Regions from separate parts of the Ovis aries genome. Here region 2 is linked to region 1. The links are chromatin contacts, called in public Hi-C maps. All regions are on one chromosome and are shown on one strand. Each heading gives the region's core, a stretch centred on a gene start, on an enhancer-like site or on the middle of the called end of the contact. The rest is flanking DNA. Distances are from core to core; before and after follow the strand shown. Region 1 has its middle 36 kb from the start of DYRK1B. Region 2 holds the start of PSMC4 (proteasome 26S subunit, ATPase 4).

Region 1 (6,900 bases), core at 195-2,694:
CTTCATGCTTACCCTTTTGCTATTTATTGTAGTTACAGTTGCTTTTACAATTTTATTTTTTTTTCAGTCTACACACTGGCTTAAGTGATCTTCAATCCTTACTATGTATTTGCCTTTCTTGGATTTTTTTTCTTTCCTGTTGATGCTTATTTCTCTCCATTTAGAGAAGAACCTTCAACATTTTTTTTTAGAATGGGTTTAGTATTGCTGGATTCTTTTAGTTTTTGCTTGTCTTAAAAATTCTTTCTGTCTCTTTCTGTTCTAAGTGATGATCTTGCTGGCTGGAGTATCCTAGGTTGTAGGTTCTTCTCTTTCAGCACTATCATTTCTCTTCTTTCTGGCCTGCAAGGTTCCTGCAGAGAAAGCTGATAGCACTATGGGGATTCTCTTGTATGTGTGTTTCTCATGCTGCCTTGGGAATCCTCTTGATCTTTAACTTTTACCAGTATGTAATGGTTGTGGTTGTCCCAGCTCTAATGCAGGGTTCTGGTGTGGAGTGGGTAGAGCCCGGGCATTTGCCAGCTGGGAGTGGGGCTCATGGCATGGTGGTTGCTGGGGTCCCGGGGGCTGTGCTGCGCCGGAGGCCTGGGCTGCATCTGTGGTGCTGTTGGAGCACCAACAGTGCTCACTGCTGCCCGACCTGGACCACCCGCAGACCCTCAGGTTGCCTCTACATCTGTTAGAGCAAGTCTTTTCTCAGCACTTGGCTGCCCTAGATTCAGTCAAGTTGTGGCATGAGGTCAGTAAGCCAGGGTGTTCGCTCAGTTAGGATTGGGGAATGTGGCCACATAGGCAGAATACTGTCTGGCATAAATCACAGTAATATTTTTTTTTGATCTGTCTCCTAGAGAAATAGAAACAAAAACAAAAATAAACAAATGGGACCTAATTAAACTTCAAAGCTTTTGCACAGCAAAGGAAACTAAACAAAAGGAAAAGACATCCTTGGATTGGGAGAAAATATTTACAAATGATGTACTGGATAAGGAGTTAACATTCAAAATATAGAAACAACTCCCACAGCTTAATTGAAAAAAGAACCCCATCAGAAAGAGCAGAAGGCCGGAAACAGACACTTCACCAAAGAGGACATGCAGATGGCCCGCAGGCATGTGAAAAGACGTCCAACGTCACAAATGATCAGGGAGACGCAGAGCAAAACCACCACAAGTTGGTGATCTGGCTGTCATCCTTTGGCTCAGCAGGTGTGGGGATGGTGGGACTATGAGTGGGTGATTGGACCCCGAAAGGTACCTGTAGAGACCCAGTACCTGAACATTTGGGACGGTGAGCGATCACTATGTCGCCCAGCCCCGAGGTCACTACCAACATTGAGCTCCAGGTGGCGCCATTTGTATATAACATGAAAAGTCCTGCTCAGTGAGGGTGTGGTCCTCTCTTCCATCTGTGGGTGGATAGCTCTCCTCCGCCCTCTGTACAGGCCTGGCTGTTGCTCAGGTTCACAAACCGGTGGATAAACACCAGTGGACACAGGCTGAAACTCAACCAGCTGCTTTCCAGTGGGAATGCTCTATCCAAGTTCCCTGCCCGTTTCCAGCATTGTTGCTCAGAGCTGAAGACTCACTCACCCCTTATCCTTGCTGTCCAATCAGGATGAGGGCTAGATCCCGAGAGGCATTAGCCAGGCAAAGGATACTTTAGGCCAAGAGAATAAAATTTAAGTGAAAATGGAGTTTCTCTTTGGAAGTATTAATGATAATAACTGACATGCAAAAAAGTAGAAAATCTGAATAGACCAATAAGTGAATAAGTTATAAAGGAAGTAAAAAGATCTATACTCTAAGAAAGGCATTAGACTTTAGATTTTAATTAGGTCTAAAGGCATTAGACATTAGATTTATTAACCAATTCATTGTGCATTCAAAGAAAGAACTCCTAGGTTATAGAAAGTGGCCCAGAGATTATGGACATTACTCAAATCATTGTAATTATTAGCATAAGTCTCTTAAATCTAGAAAAACAAAATAGAATAAAATCCAGGTCAACGTCCCCCATAAATGGAAGGAAAATTTCCAGATAAAATGCTAACAAATTGAGCTCAGCAATGTTTTGACAAGTACTCAAAATAACTGATAGGGTTGCTTTCAGAAATACAGAAATACCTCAGTGTTAGAAACTTCGTCAGTGCATTCCAGCACATTCATGTGCTGAAGATGGAGTAACACTTCGATCATCTTGAGAGATGCAGAAATGCTGCAAATTTAAGGGAGAAGTCTGAAATTCAGTCATCTCCTCCCTTGACTGTTCTTCCAGCAGTAGGGACAGAAAGCTGGAGCACAAATTCATCTTTTTTTTAAAAGTTTGAGATAGGACAGCTGAGGGTGTCTGAATCCTCAACTACCTTGACTGCAGATGGCAAAAAAAAGGGAGAGCTGTGGGGAGAGAGGGTGAGAGACACTGGAAAAGTGATTGAGGCAGAGACAGGGAAATGTAGAAATGGAGCAGAGACAAGAGCAGAGGGAAGGACTGAGGCTCAGAGAGGGGGGGTCCTCAGAGACATTTCCTCATCCGAAAACCATGATCCTGATGATTGCCAGGCACAGAATTGAGGGCTGAGTCATGTAGTAGCTACATGATTTCATCAATTCTGAGCTGCTCTGTTTTCAGCCTCTAGAAATTATATTTATCCTATAACTGAGGACATCCTACAGTTGCTCTGTGTTGAACAGCAATCACAATGCAATCATCCTTGCCTGGCTGTTGTTTCCAATAATGTGATGGACCACTACAATCTCATATTCTTTAAGCCCAAATGTTTTAAAACCATTTGAAGAAGGAATTTGAATCCAGTTGTCTGGAAACCCTTCCATTGACACATGGCGACAGGAAGAAAGCTGAGCTCGGAAGCAAATCCATGGACAGGAGTTGAGCATTCTAGCAAATGTTCCATCTGTTATGCTCTTGATAGTGCAAGGACAATATTTATGGGAAAGCAAAAATATTCATAACTCTAAATCAGAAAATAAGTCAAAATGTTTGCAGTTTACTTTGAATTGCACTGCTGGGTGGATACTTGTGTATAAAGCAAGTCCAGGAAAAAAATTCTAGTGGGACAACCTTGGCAGATGATTCCCTTCTCTGGGATTCAGTCTCCTCACATCTGTGAAACAGGAATAATAATAGTTAATATCTACCTTGTGGAGTCATGAAGATTAAATGAATTAAAATGTATACAGCTTTTAGAGAAATGCTTGGCACATATTGAGCTACCATGTAAACATTTTATAGCACTTTTAGAAATACACAATGTTCTGTACATTATTTTTATTCCAAATGAAACTGACTTGAGTTGAAGTTTTTTAAAGAACATGTTGCTTTTCACTTGACACCTTTCAGTACCTTAATTTTTTTGTTACTTTTATGTATTACTTTATTGAAAAAAATTTTAATCATGGCTATTTCTAGTTCTGGATAGCAGAAATATCTATCTTCTTGGGACAGACCTTCTGTCTTCCAGAAAAGCCTAGAACGACAGTTTAGTGACATCAGCGTACAGCAGGTATTCACCCCTGACTGCTAAGATTGCGGGGGATCAGCGTAAGGGACAGAGGTCTTCTGGGAGGAAAGGGATTAGCTCCCAGACTCCTTCACTTTGAGATACAGAAGTTTTAGAACATTTCTGTTAAACTGGAATGGCCAGATTGTAGTCATCTGTCATGAAAAGGTCAAGGGATTTCTATAGGAAAACTCACCATAACGTGTACAGGTGTGTGTGTTTGGTAGTTAGACACAAAGTAGCTTGAATAGTTAGAGGATTTGTATTCCTCTGTGAGGGGTATAGCAAGTTGATTTCCATGTAAGGGGGAAGGTAATTATTACCAATAGGACCACCACAATGGAGGACCACAGTCTGGCATAAACAACAGAAGTTTATTTTTCTTGGTCCTGGAGGCCGTGAGTCCAAGGTCAGGATGCTGGCAGGGTTGGCCGCTGAGGGCTGTGATGGAGCTCCATGCCTCTCCTGTGAGCCCCTGGCTTCCAGGGGTCTGCAGGCAATCTTTGGTGTTCCTCGGCTCGTTAAGTGCCGTCACCTCATCTCTGCCTTCATCTTCATGTGTCATTCTCCCTGTGTGCACATTTGTCTCCATGGCCAAATTTCCCTCCTTTGATAAGGACGCACCCCAGGCAGGCATATCCTCAGAGTCAGAAATACTTGGTACCAAGAAGTCACCATCTGGGTATTTATATTTACCTGGACTTGAGAGATAAAAAGAAATCTCAAGTTTGTTTACTATTTTTTCTGTTTTGAAAATTAGTTTTATTGTATACTTCTAGTACATTCTCAGTATTTTAATTGAGGTATTGGGTTTACAATATTATATAAGTTTCAGGTATACAGTAGTGATTCATAATATTTAAAGGTTAATGCTAATAATAGTTATTATAAATATTGGCTATATCTCTGCACTGTATAATATATCCTTGTAGCTTATTTATTTTATACACAGTAGTTGTGCCTCTTGATCTTCTACCCCTTTCTTGGCCCTCCCCCTTCCCTGTGCCCACTGGTAACGAGTATGTTCTTTTGGTAGGAACATAGAACAAAACTGGTAACCCCTTTATATCCTTTATATCTGTGAGTCTGTTTCTTTTTTGTTATAGTCACTAGTTTGTTTTACCTTTTAGATTCCACCTATAAGTGATACCATACTAGATCTAAGAAAATATTGCTGCCAAAACTAATACAGTATTGTAAAATAAAGTAAAAATAAAAATTAAAAAAAAAATATCGCTACAATCCATGTCCAGGAATAAACGTTTTGCCTGTGCTCTCTTCTAGGAATTTGATGGGGTCATGTCTTATGTTTAGGTCTTTAAATCATTTTGAGTTTATTTTTGTATATGGTATGAAGAGTCCTCAAATTTCATTGATTTACATGAAGCTGTCTAGCTTTCCCAACACTACTAGTTGAAGAGACTGTCATTTTGCATTGTATATTCTAACCTCCTTTGTTGAAAGTTAATTGACCATACAGGTGTGTGGGTTTATTTCTGGGCTGTCTATTCTGTTCCACTGATGTGTGTGCCCTCACCACAGTGTACAGGTCACTACAGTTTTGTAGGACAGTCTGAAATCTGGAAAAGCCTCCTGCTTTGTTCTTTTTCCTAAGGATTGCTTTGGCCACTCTGGGTCTTTTGCATTTCTGTATAAATTTTAGGATTATTTGTTCTACTTCTGTGAAAAATACTGTAGGTATTTTGATAAGGGATTGCATTAAATCTGTATGTTGCTTCGGGTAGCATGGCTGTTTTAACAATATTAATTCTTCCAGTCCAAGAGCATGGGATATCTTTATACTTCTTTGAATGATCTTCAGTTTCCTTTATCAATATTTTATAGTTTTCAGCATATAGGTTTTTTGCCTGCTTCGTTAAGTTTATTCCTAGGTATTTATTTTGTGTGATTTAACTTTTTTTTTTTTAGTTTCCCTTTCTGATATTTCATTGTTAGTGTAAAGAAATGCAACAGATTTCTGTATATTAATCTTGTACCCTGCCATCTTGCTGAATTCATTTATTAGTTCTGATAGTTTCTGTGTGGATGCTCACTAAAGAGCATCATGTCATCTACAAATAGTGAGTTTTACTCCTTCCCTTTCTATTTGGATACCTCTTTTTTAAAAAATTATTTTGTTGCTGTGGCTAGGGCTTCCCATACTATGTTAAATAGAAGTGGTGAGAGTGGGCATCCTTGTCTTGCTTCTGAATTTGATGGGAAGGCTTTTAGGTCTTCACCGTTGAGTATTACATTGACTGTGGGTCTGTTGTAAATGGCTTTTCCTCTGTTGAGATATGTACCCACTTTGGTGAGAATTTTCACCCTGAATGGGGATTGAATTTCGTCAGTGCTTTTTCTGCGTCTTTGAGATAACCATGTGCTTTTTGTCTTTTCTTTTGTTGATGTGTTTTATCACATTGATTCACGTATGTTGCAAATCTGGAATGAATCCAACTTGATCACGGTATGTGATCCTTTTTATGTATTGTTGGATTTGGTTTGTTAATACTTTAAGGATATTTGCATCTATATTCATCAAAGATACTGATCTGTAATTTCCTCCTTTTGTAGTGTCTTTGTCCAGGTTTGGTGTCAGGGTGATAGTGGCTTCATATAATAAATTTGGGAATATTCCCTCCTTTTCAGTTTTTTGGAATAGTTTAAGAAAGATAGGTATAACTTTTTCTTTGTATGTTTGGTAGAATTCCCCCAGTTAAGGCATATGATCCTGGGCTTTTGTTTGCTGGGATGTTTTTTTTTTAATAGATTCCACTTCACTTCTAATGACTGGTCTGTTCAGATAACTTGCTGCTGCTTTACTCAGTTTTGGCTGGCTCTGTTTTTAGAAACTTGCCCAGTTCCTTTTTTTTTTTTTTTGGCTGAGAATTGTACATAATATTCTCTTAAGATTTTTACTGCCTGTGGCATCAGTTGCTATTTCTCCTCTTTCTTATTTTATTTGGGTTGCTTCTCTTTTCTTCTTGATGACCTAGCTAGAGGTTTGTTGATTGTTTTTCTTTTCAAAAATCCAGCTCTTGGTTTTATTGATCTTTTTTTCATTGTTTTTAATCTTTATTTATTTCCTCTCTGATCTTTATTTCCTTCCTTCTGCTGACTTTGGGCTTTGTTTGTTCTTCATCTTCTAGTTCTTTTAGGTGGCAGGTTAGGTTGTTTATTTGAGGTTTTTCCTGTTTCTTGAGGAAATCCTGTATAGCTACGAACTTCTTTTTTAGAGCTGCTTTTGCTGCATCCCATAGGCTCCTCCTGCAATGCAGGAGACCCTGGTTCGATCCCTGGGCTGGGAAGATCCCCTGGAGGAAGGCATGGCAACCCACTCCAGTATTCTTGCCTGGAGAATCCCCATGGACAGAGGAGCCTGG
Region 2 (7,784 bases), core at 2,747-5,246, 150 kb after region 1:
ACCAGCCTCCCAGCTGCAGCAATGCTCGCAGCCACAGAGAATCACACAGCAGCAGCAGCAGAGCCTCTGACCCTGTCCATTCAGCTACAAAGGGACCCACAACGCCAGCACCTGCCCTGTCTGCAGCAGCAGAGCCCACCAACCTGACCACTCTGGTCATGGCAGAGATGCCTGCCACCCTGGATCCCTGCTGTGGCAGAGCCAGGAGACCCCAGACATGGTGGAGGCATGTACCCTCCCAGTACCCCAGGTGGTAATGCCAGCAACGTTGGCAGCAGCAAGGCACCAGAAAACAGCAACAATGAGGGCACAAGGGACACCACGAACAGAGGTAGTGGAGAATTGAAAGTTGTTGTTTCATCCGTAAGTCATGTCTGACTCTTTTGCCACCCCATGGAATGTAGCCCGCCCGGCTTCACCCACCAGGCTCCTCCTCTATCCAGGGGATTCTTCAGGCAAGAATACTGGAGTGGGTTGCCATCCTGCCTCCAAGGGATCTTCCTGAGCTAGGGATCGAACCTGCCTCTAAGAGTGGAAAGTGCTCATTCTCAAATATTCAGTTATACGTATTGAATATTTGAGAATGAGCACCCAGAATTGGGGGGTCCCTGGTGGCTCTGATGTAAAGAATCTGCCTGCAGTGCAGGAGACTCGGGTTCAATCAAGGGAACAGCTACCCACTCCAGTATTCCTGCCTGGAGAATTTCATGGACAGAGGAGCCTGGTGGGCTACAGTCCATGGGGTCCATGGGGTCGCAAAGAGACAGGACTAAGTGACTAATACTTTCACTTTCATAACCAGAGGTAGCGCGCAAGAGAACTCCAAAGCTTGTGCTATTGCACCACCTACTGGTAGACACAAGTTGTTGTTCAGTTGCCCAGTTGCATCTGACTCTTTGTGACCCCATGGACTGCAGGCCAGGCCTCCCTGTTAATCACCATTTCCCAAAAATTGCCCAAGTTCATGTCCATTGATTCAGTGATGACAACCAGCCATCTTATCCTCTGATGCCCTCTTCTCCTCCTGCCCTCAATCCCTCCCAGCATCAGCGTCTTTTCCAATGAGTCAACTCTTCGCATCAGGTGGCCAAAGTACTGGAGTTTCAGCTTCAGCATCATTCCCTCCAAAGAACATCCAGGGCTGATCTCCTTTAGAAAGGACTGGTTGGATCTCCTTGCAGTCCAAGGGACTCTCAAGAGTCTTCTCCAACACCACAGTTCAAAAGCAGCAATTCTTCGGCGCTCAGCTTTCTTCACAGTCCAACTCTCACATCCATACATGACCACTGGAAAAACCATAGCCTTGACTAAGCGGACCTTTGTTGGCAAAGTAATGTCTCTGCTTTTGAATATGCTATCTAGGTTGGTCATAACTTTTCTTCCAAGGAGCAAGCGTCTTTTAATTTCATGGCTGCAGTCACCATCTGCAGTGATTTTGGAGCCCAAAAAAATAAAGTCTGACGCTGTTTCCACTGTTTCCCCCATCTACTTCCCATGAAGTGATGAGACCAGATGTCATGATCTTCATTTTCTGAATGCTGAGCTTTAAGCCAACTTTTTCACTCTCCTCTTTCACTTTCATCAAGAGGCTTTTTAGTTCCTCTTCACTTTCTGCCATAAGGGTGGTGTCATCTGCATATCTGAGGTTATTGATATTTCTCCCTGCAATGTTGATTCCAGCTTGTGCTTCCTCCAGCCCAGCATTTCTCATGATGTACTCTGCATAGAAGTTAAATAAGCAGGGTGACAATATACAGCCTTGACGTACTCCTTTTCCTATTTGGAACCAGTCTGTTGTTCCATGTCCAGTTCTAACTGTTGCTTCCTGACCTGCATATAGGTTTCTCAAGAGGCAGGTCGGGTGGTCTGGTATTCCCATCTCTTGAAGAATTTTCCACAGCTTATTGTGATCCACACAGTCAAAGGCTTTGGCATAGTCAATCAAGCAGAAATAGATGTTTTTCTGGAACTCTCTTGCTTTTTCCATGATCCAGCGGATGTTGGCAATTTGATCTCTGGTTCCTCTGCCTTTTCTAAAACCAGCTTGAACATCAGGAAGTTCACGGTTCACGTATTGCTGAAGCCTGGCTTGGAGAATCTTGAGCATTACTTCACTAGCATGTGAGATGAGTGCAGTTGTGCAGTAGTTTGAGCATTCTTTGGCATTGCCTTCCTTTGGGATTGGAATGAAAACTGACCTTTTCCAGTCCTGTGGCCACTGCCGAGTTTTCCAAATTTGCTGGCATATTGAGTGCAGCACTTTCACAGCATCATCTTTCAGATTTGAAATAGCTCAACTGGAATTCACAGAATATTGCTATCTAATTAATAGAGAATTCAAAATACTTGTCATGAAGAAACTCAGTGAGCTGCAAGAAAACTCAGAAAAGCAGTTTGGTAAACTTAGGAATAAAAATAATGAACAGAAAGAATACTTTACCAAGGAAATTGAAACTCAAAATAATAATAATAACCAAACAGAACTGGACCTGAAGGACTCAATAGATGAGATGAAGAACCATTAGAACACATTGGAAGACAGTTCGAAGACAGAAATCTAGAAATGATACAGGTAGAAGAGGCGAGATAATTAAGATATTTAAGGGATTACTCAGTTTTTCTGGGTTCTCCCATGTATGCTACTGCTGCTGCTGCTAAGTCACTTCAGTCATATCCAACTCTGTGTGACCTTATGGACCAGAGCTCACCAGGCTCCTCTGTCCTTGGGATTCTCCAGGTAAGAATATTGGAGTGGGTTGTCATTTCCTTCTCCAGGGGATCTTCCTGACCCAGGGATCGAATCCGGGTCTCCTGCATTGCAGGTGGATTCTTTACCAGCTGAGATACCAGGGAAGCCCAAGACTACTGGAGTAGGTTGTCATTTCCTTCTCAAGGGCATCTTCCCCAACCCCAGGGTTCGAACCCGTGTCTCTTGCATATCCGGCACTGGCAGGCAGATTCTTTACCACTAGTGCCACCTGAAAGCCATCGGTGTGTTCGCTTTGTGCAAATCTGTTGAACGGTACACTAAGGATATGTATCTGGAGAAGGAAATGGCAACCCACTCCAGTACTCTTGCCTGGAAAATCCCATGGACAGAGGAGCCTGGTAGGCTACAGTCCATAGGGTCGCAAAGAGTTGGACACGACTAAGCGACTTCACTTTTAATGATACGTATGTCTCTGTACTTGAATACGAAGTTTACTTAACAAAACTGTAGCTGGTGTGATAAGCGGCAGTGTTTTCCCGCGGCCGGAAGCACAGGCTTTGGGCCCCCGCGCTCTAGTTTCAATCAGAGTGAAAGAGGGAACATAATGTCTGTCAAGATTCAATGGGTTGAGCACGTTAAACTTAAGCAACAGGGCCTGCATGACCCAGCTCCTGGCACCGCTGCCTCACTTTCTCCATCCGTAATGCGCGGGTTCTACTCGATTCCCGGCTACCGGTAATGGCGGGCTTGGAGCTCCTCACCCCCGGTCTGGAGCCGGGTAAAGGGTGTCACCCTTTACGAGTAGCCTTGGTCTTCCTGGCTCCGCGCGGAGGGCAATCCTCGGCTGCAGCCCACGTAGAAACCCCGTTAAAGACATCCCACCCCCACCCCCCACCCCCCGCCTCTGCGGAACCCTGCCCAAGCCTCTAAACAAGAAAGAAGAGCACTTGGCCAGATCTGACAGATATCTGAGAAATTACTCAGTTTGAAAACCAATGCGGGCAGCGCCACCTGCTGTCACGAAAACCAGCGCCAGAAAAAGCCGCGCGAGACCGCGGCCCCGCGCGCTATTGCCGACGCGCACCTCCCCGGGCCCGCCCGCGCGCCCGCGCGCCCGCGAGGTACAAAGTGCGCAGGAGCAAGTCTTGGGGGCGGAGCTCAGGACGAAGCCGCCCTGCACTTTACCTACCGCGCCCATTCAACCTTCTCTCAGCCGTGTCTTAAACTACGCTTCCCAGAACCCATCCAGGCCTTGCTTTCCGGTGGCGTCAGCGGAAGCGGTGACTGGATTAGGCCGGGCCACACAGAGGCCGGCTTGGTCACTATGGAGGAGATAGGTATCCTGGTGGAGAAAGCTCAGGTCCGGTGGGGCTTGGGTCTTGGGGAGAGGGCGAAGCCGACCTGGTTGGGATTCTGAGTGACTTTGGGGATCCAAGCGTAGGTCTGAGTGATTTCGGAGGCCTCAGTGGAGAGCTTCGTGCCGATCCGAGGCCTGGGCTGGGTGTCTGGGTGGCTGAGTGATGGTATTAGGGCTTGGGAAGCGGGGCTGGGGAAACGGTGACGCTAGAGGTTCTTTGGGGCTGAATGATTTCGAGGTTTAGGTGGAATGCTGTGACATAGCTAGGCCCAGTGGCATTAGGGGTGGGTCGGGTGGTGAGTGATGTATGGGATTCGGCCATGGGGCCGAATGATATATGAGGTTGAGCTGGAGAGCTGACTGATATTTGGGGCTTAGTTGGTGTTGGAGCGCCAAGTAATATCTGTAATCTGGCCGAGTGATTTTGGGGGCCTGCCTGGGAGCTGGGTGACATAAGGGCCTAATGTGAGTTGGAGTTCATGAGGGATATTTGGGGGGTAACTGAGTAATACCAGGACTGTATGAAGGCATGGTGACTTTCACCATCAATTGAGGCATCCCTGTAGTATTTCAAACCTGTTGAGGGGGGCTGGAGGGCATTGGGGTCTGGTAAGGAGTTGATCAGACATTTAGGCCCTAGACGGGAGTTAGGACATTGAGGACATGTTACAAGTGGCATCTGATACCAGATCTGTTTGGAAGGCTTTGTGACCAAGGAGTTTGTTAGGAGCTGGGTGACTTCAGGAACGTCTTTAGGGGGCTGAGAAGTTCCCAGGATCTATTTAGGGTGCTGAATGTCAGGAACCTATTAGGGGCCAAGTGACTTCATGGTGAAGTGGGGAGGGGGGCTTTAGATTCTTTCATAAGGGGACCTTCCAACCTGAGTTTCCTTCCATGGTCTAGGATGAGATCCCGGCCCTGTCTGTGTCACGGCCCCAGACTGGCCTGTCCTTCCTGGGGCCTGAGCCAGAGGACCTGGAGGACCTCTACAGCCGCTACAAGGTACATTCAAAGCCAGTCCGCAAAATATCAGCGTTGTTGTTATTTAGTCACTAAGTCCTGTCTGACTGTGACCCCATGGACTGGAGCCCACCAGATTCCTGTGTCCATGGGATTTCCCAGGCAAGAATACTGGAGTACAAAACAAGGGCTCAGTAATAACCTAAAGGGGTGATATGGGGAGGGAGATGGGAGGGAGGTTCAAGAGGGAGGGGACATATGTGTACTTATGGCTGATTCATTTTGATATTTGGCAGAAAACAACAAAATTATGTAAAGCAATTATCCTTCAATTAAAAAATAAAAAAGAATACTGGAGAAGGTTACCATTTCCTTTTCCAGGGGATCTTTACCAGGGAATAAGAACCTGTTGTATAGTACAGGGAACTCTACTCTATACTCTGTAATGGCCTAAATGGGAAAAGAAACTAAGAAAAAAGAGTGAGTATATGTATAACTGATTCACTTTGGTGTATACCTGAAACTAACACAACATTGTAAATCAACTATATGCCAATAAAAAAAAAAATTAACAAAACCAGTCTGGACCCTGCACAGGGCCCAGCATCCCATACTTCCCCTACCTTCATTCCTTGGCTCAGCAAGGCCTGGAACCATCCCTGCTTCTCCACTGTCTGCTCACAGAAGCTGCAGCAAGAGCTGGAGTTCCTGGAGGTGCAGGAGGAGTATATCAAGGATGAGCAAAAGAACCTGAAGAAGGAGTTCCTCCATGCCCAGGAGGAGGTGAAACGAATCCAGAGCATCCCATTGGTTATCGGGCAGTTTCTGGAGGCTGTGGATCAGAATACAGCCATCGTGGGCTCTACCACAGGTGCGTGGCGGGGGTGGGGGTGAGAGGGGGTGTTGTTTACCCATCTGTCCATTCAACAGCTGTTAACTATTTCCTGCCATGTGCCAGGAACTTACAAAGGCAAACAAGGGAAGATGGTGTAATAGTGTTTTTCAGAGCATTTTCAGTCTGATGAAAAAGTAGAACTATATTTTACATATTTTACATTCTCTCCCTTTCTCCTCTATAAGTATATATATATAACTTATACAGTAAAAGTTTGATCAAAGGATACTTAGCTTCATTGTGGTGTGATACTCTAATTAGTTTTCCATTCTGTTCCAGTCTGTTTTGTTTTAAACAGCATTCTGGTCATGACTATCTAAAATGATTTCACAACTACTACTGAGTTGAGTTCAGTTCAGTTCAGTCACTCAGTCATGTCCGACTCTTTGGGACCCCATGAACTGCAGCACGCCAGGCCTCCCTGTCTATCACTAACTCCTGGAGTCTACCCAAACTCATGTCCACTGAGTCAGTGATGCCGTCCAACCATCTCATCCTCTGTCATCCCCTTCTCCTCCTGCCCTCAATCTTTCCCAGCATCAGGGTCTTTTCAAATGAGTCAGCTCTTCGCATCAGGTGGCCAAAGTATTGGAGTTGCAGCTTCAACATCAGTCCTTCGAATGAACACCCAGGACTGATCTCCTTTAGGATGGACTGGTTGGATATCCTTGCAGTCTAAGGGACTCTCAAGAGTCTTCTCCAACGCCACAGTTCTAAAGCTTCAATTCTTCGGCGCTCAGCTTTCTTATAGTCCAACTTTCACATCCATACGTGACTACTGGAAAAACCGTAGCCTTGAATAGACGGACCTTTGTTGGCAAAGTAACGTCTCTGCTTTTTAATATGCTGTCTAGGTTGGTCCTAACTTTCCTTCCAAGGAGTAAGCGTCTTTTAATTTCATGGCTGCAATCACCATCTGCAGTGATTTTGGAACCCCAAAAATAAAGTCTCTCACTGTTTCCCCATCTATTTTTGTTTTCCCCACTTTTTGCCATGAAGTGATGGGACCAGATGCCGTGATCTTCTTTTTCTGAATGTTGAGCTTTAAGCCAACTTTTTCACTCTCCTCCTTCACTTTCATCAAGAGGCTTTTTAGTTCCTCTTCACTTTCTGCCATAAGGGTGGTGTCATCTGCATATCTGAGGTTATTGATACTTCTCCCGGCAATCTTGATTCCAGCTTGTGCTTCTTCCAGCCCAACGTTTCTCATGATGTACTCTGTATATAAGTTAAATAAGCAGGGTGACAGTATACAGCCTTAAGATACTCCTTTTCCTATTTGGAACCAGTCTGTTGTTCCATGTCCAGTTCTAACTGTTGCTTCCTCACCTGCATATAGGTTTCTCAAGAGGCAGGTCAGGTGGTCTGGTATTCCCATCTCTTGAAGAATTGTCCACAGTTTATTGTGATCCACACAGTCAAAGGCTTTGGCATAGTCAATAAAGCAGAAATAGATGTTTTTCTGGAACTCTCTTGCTTTTTCGATGATCCAGCAGATGTTGGCAATTTGATCTCTGGTTCCTCTGCCTTTTCTAAAACCAGCTTGAACATCAGGAAGTTCACAGTCCACGTATTGCTGAAGCCTGGCTTGGAGAATTTTTTTACATTGTTTTACTAGTGTGTGCTGCTGCTGCTGCTGCTAAGTCGCTTCAGTCGTGTCCAACTCTGTGCAACCCCATAGACAGGCAACTCCCCTGTCCCTGGGATTCTTCAGGCAAGAACACTGGAGTGGGTTGCCATTGCCTTCTCCAATGCTTGAAAGTGAAAAGTGAAAGTGAAGTCTCTCAGTTGTGTCTGACTCTGTGCGACCCCATGGACTGCAGCCTACCAGGCTCCTCCGCCCATGGGATTTTCCAGGCAAG

Evidence for each region. Hi-C and Micro-C count contacts between places; a contact is called where the count stands out from the background.
Region 2: a contact with region 1 is called in a Hi-C map of retroperitoneal adipose tissue, with 4 times the contacts expected there. The contact joins the promoter of PSMC4 here to the enhancer-like site in region 1. A contact is called at or near these places in 14 of 16 Hi-C or Micro-C datasets (blood, hypothalamus, liver and 7 more).

What each region holds. Positions count from the first base shown.
Region 1 is chr14:48,753,742-48,760,641 of ARS-UI_Ramb_v3.0, forward strand. No RefSeq gene overlaps it. Among named protein-coding and RNA genes, the nearest start is that of DYRK1B, 36 kb to the right of the region's middle. Within about 2 kb of position 1,445, at least 2 of the 54 cell types and tissues checked have an H3K27ac peak or open chromatin away from gene starts, as enhancers often do.
Region 2 is chr14:48,897,141-48,904,924 of ARS-UI_Ramb_v3.0, forward strand. PSMC4 (proteasome 26S subunit, ATPase 4) reads left to right here and starts at 3,997. Exons shown (of 10, transcript XM_060398095.1): 1 at 3,997-4,070; 2 at 4,971-5,069; 3 at 5,712-5,898. The coding sequence starts at 4,035. It overlaps LOC132657692 (a long non-coding RNA gene), which reads right to left and starts at 7,672. Exons shown (of 3, transcript XR_009596209.1): 1 at 5,651-7,672.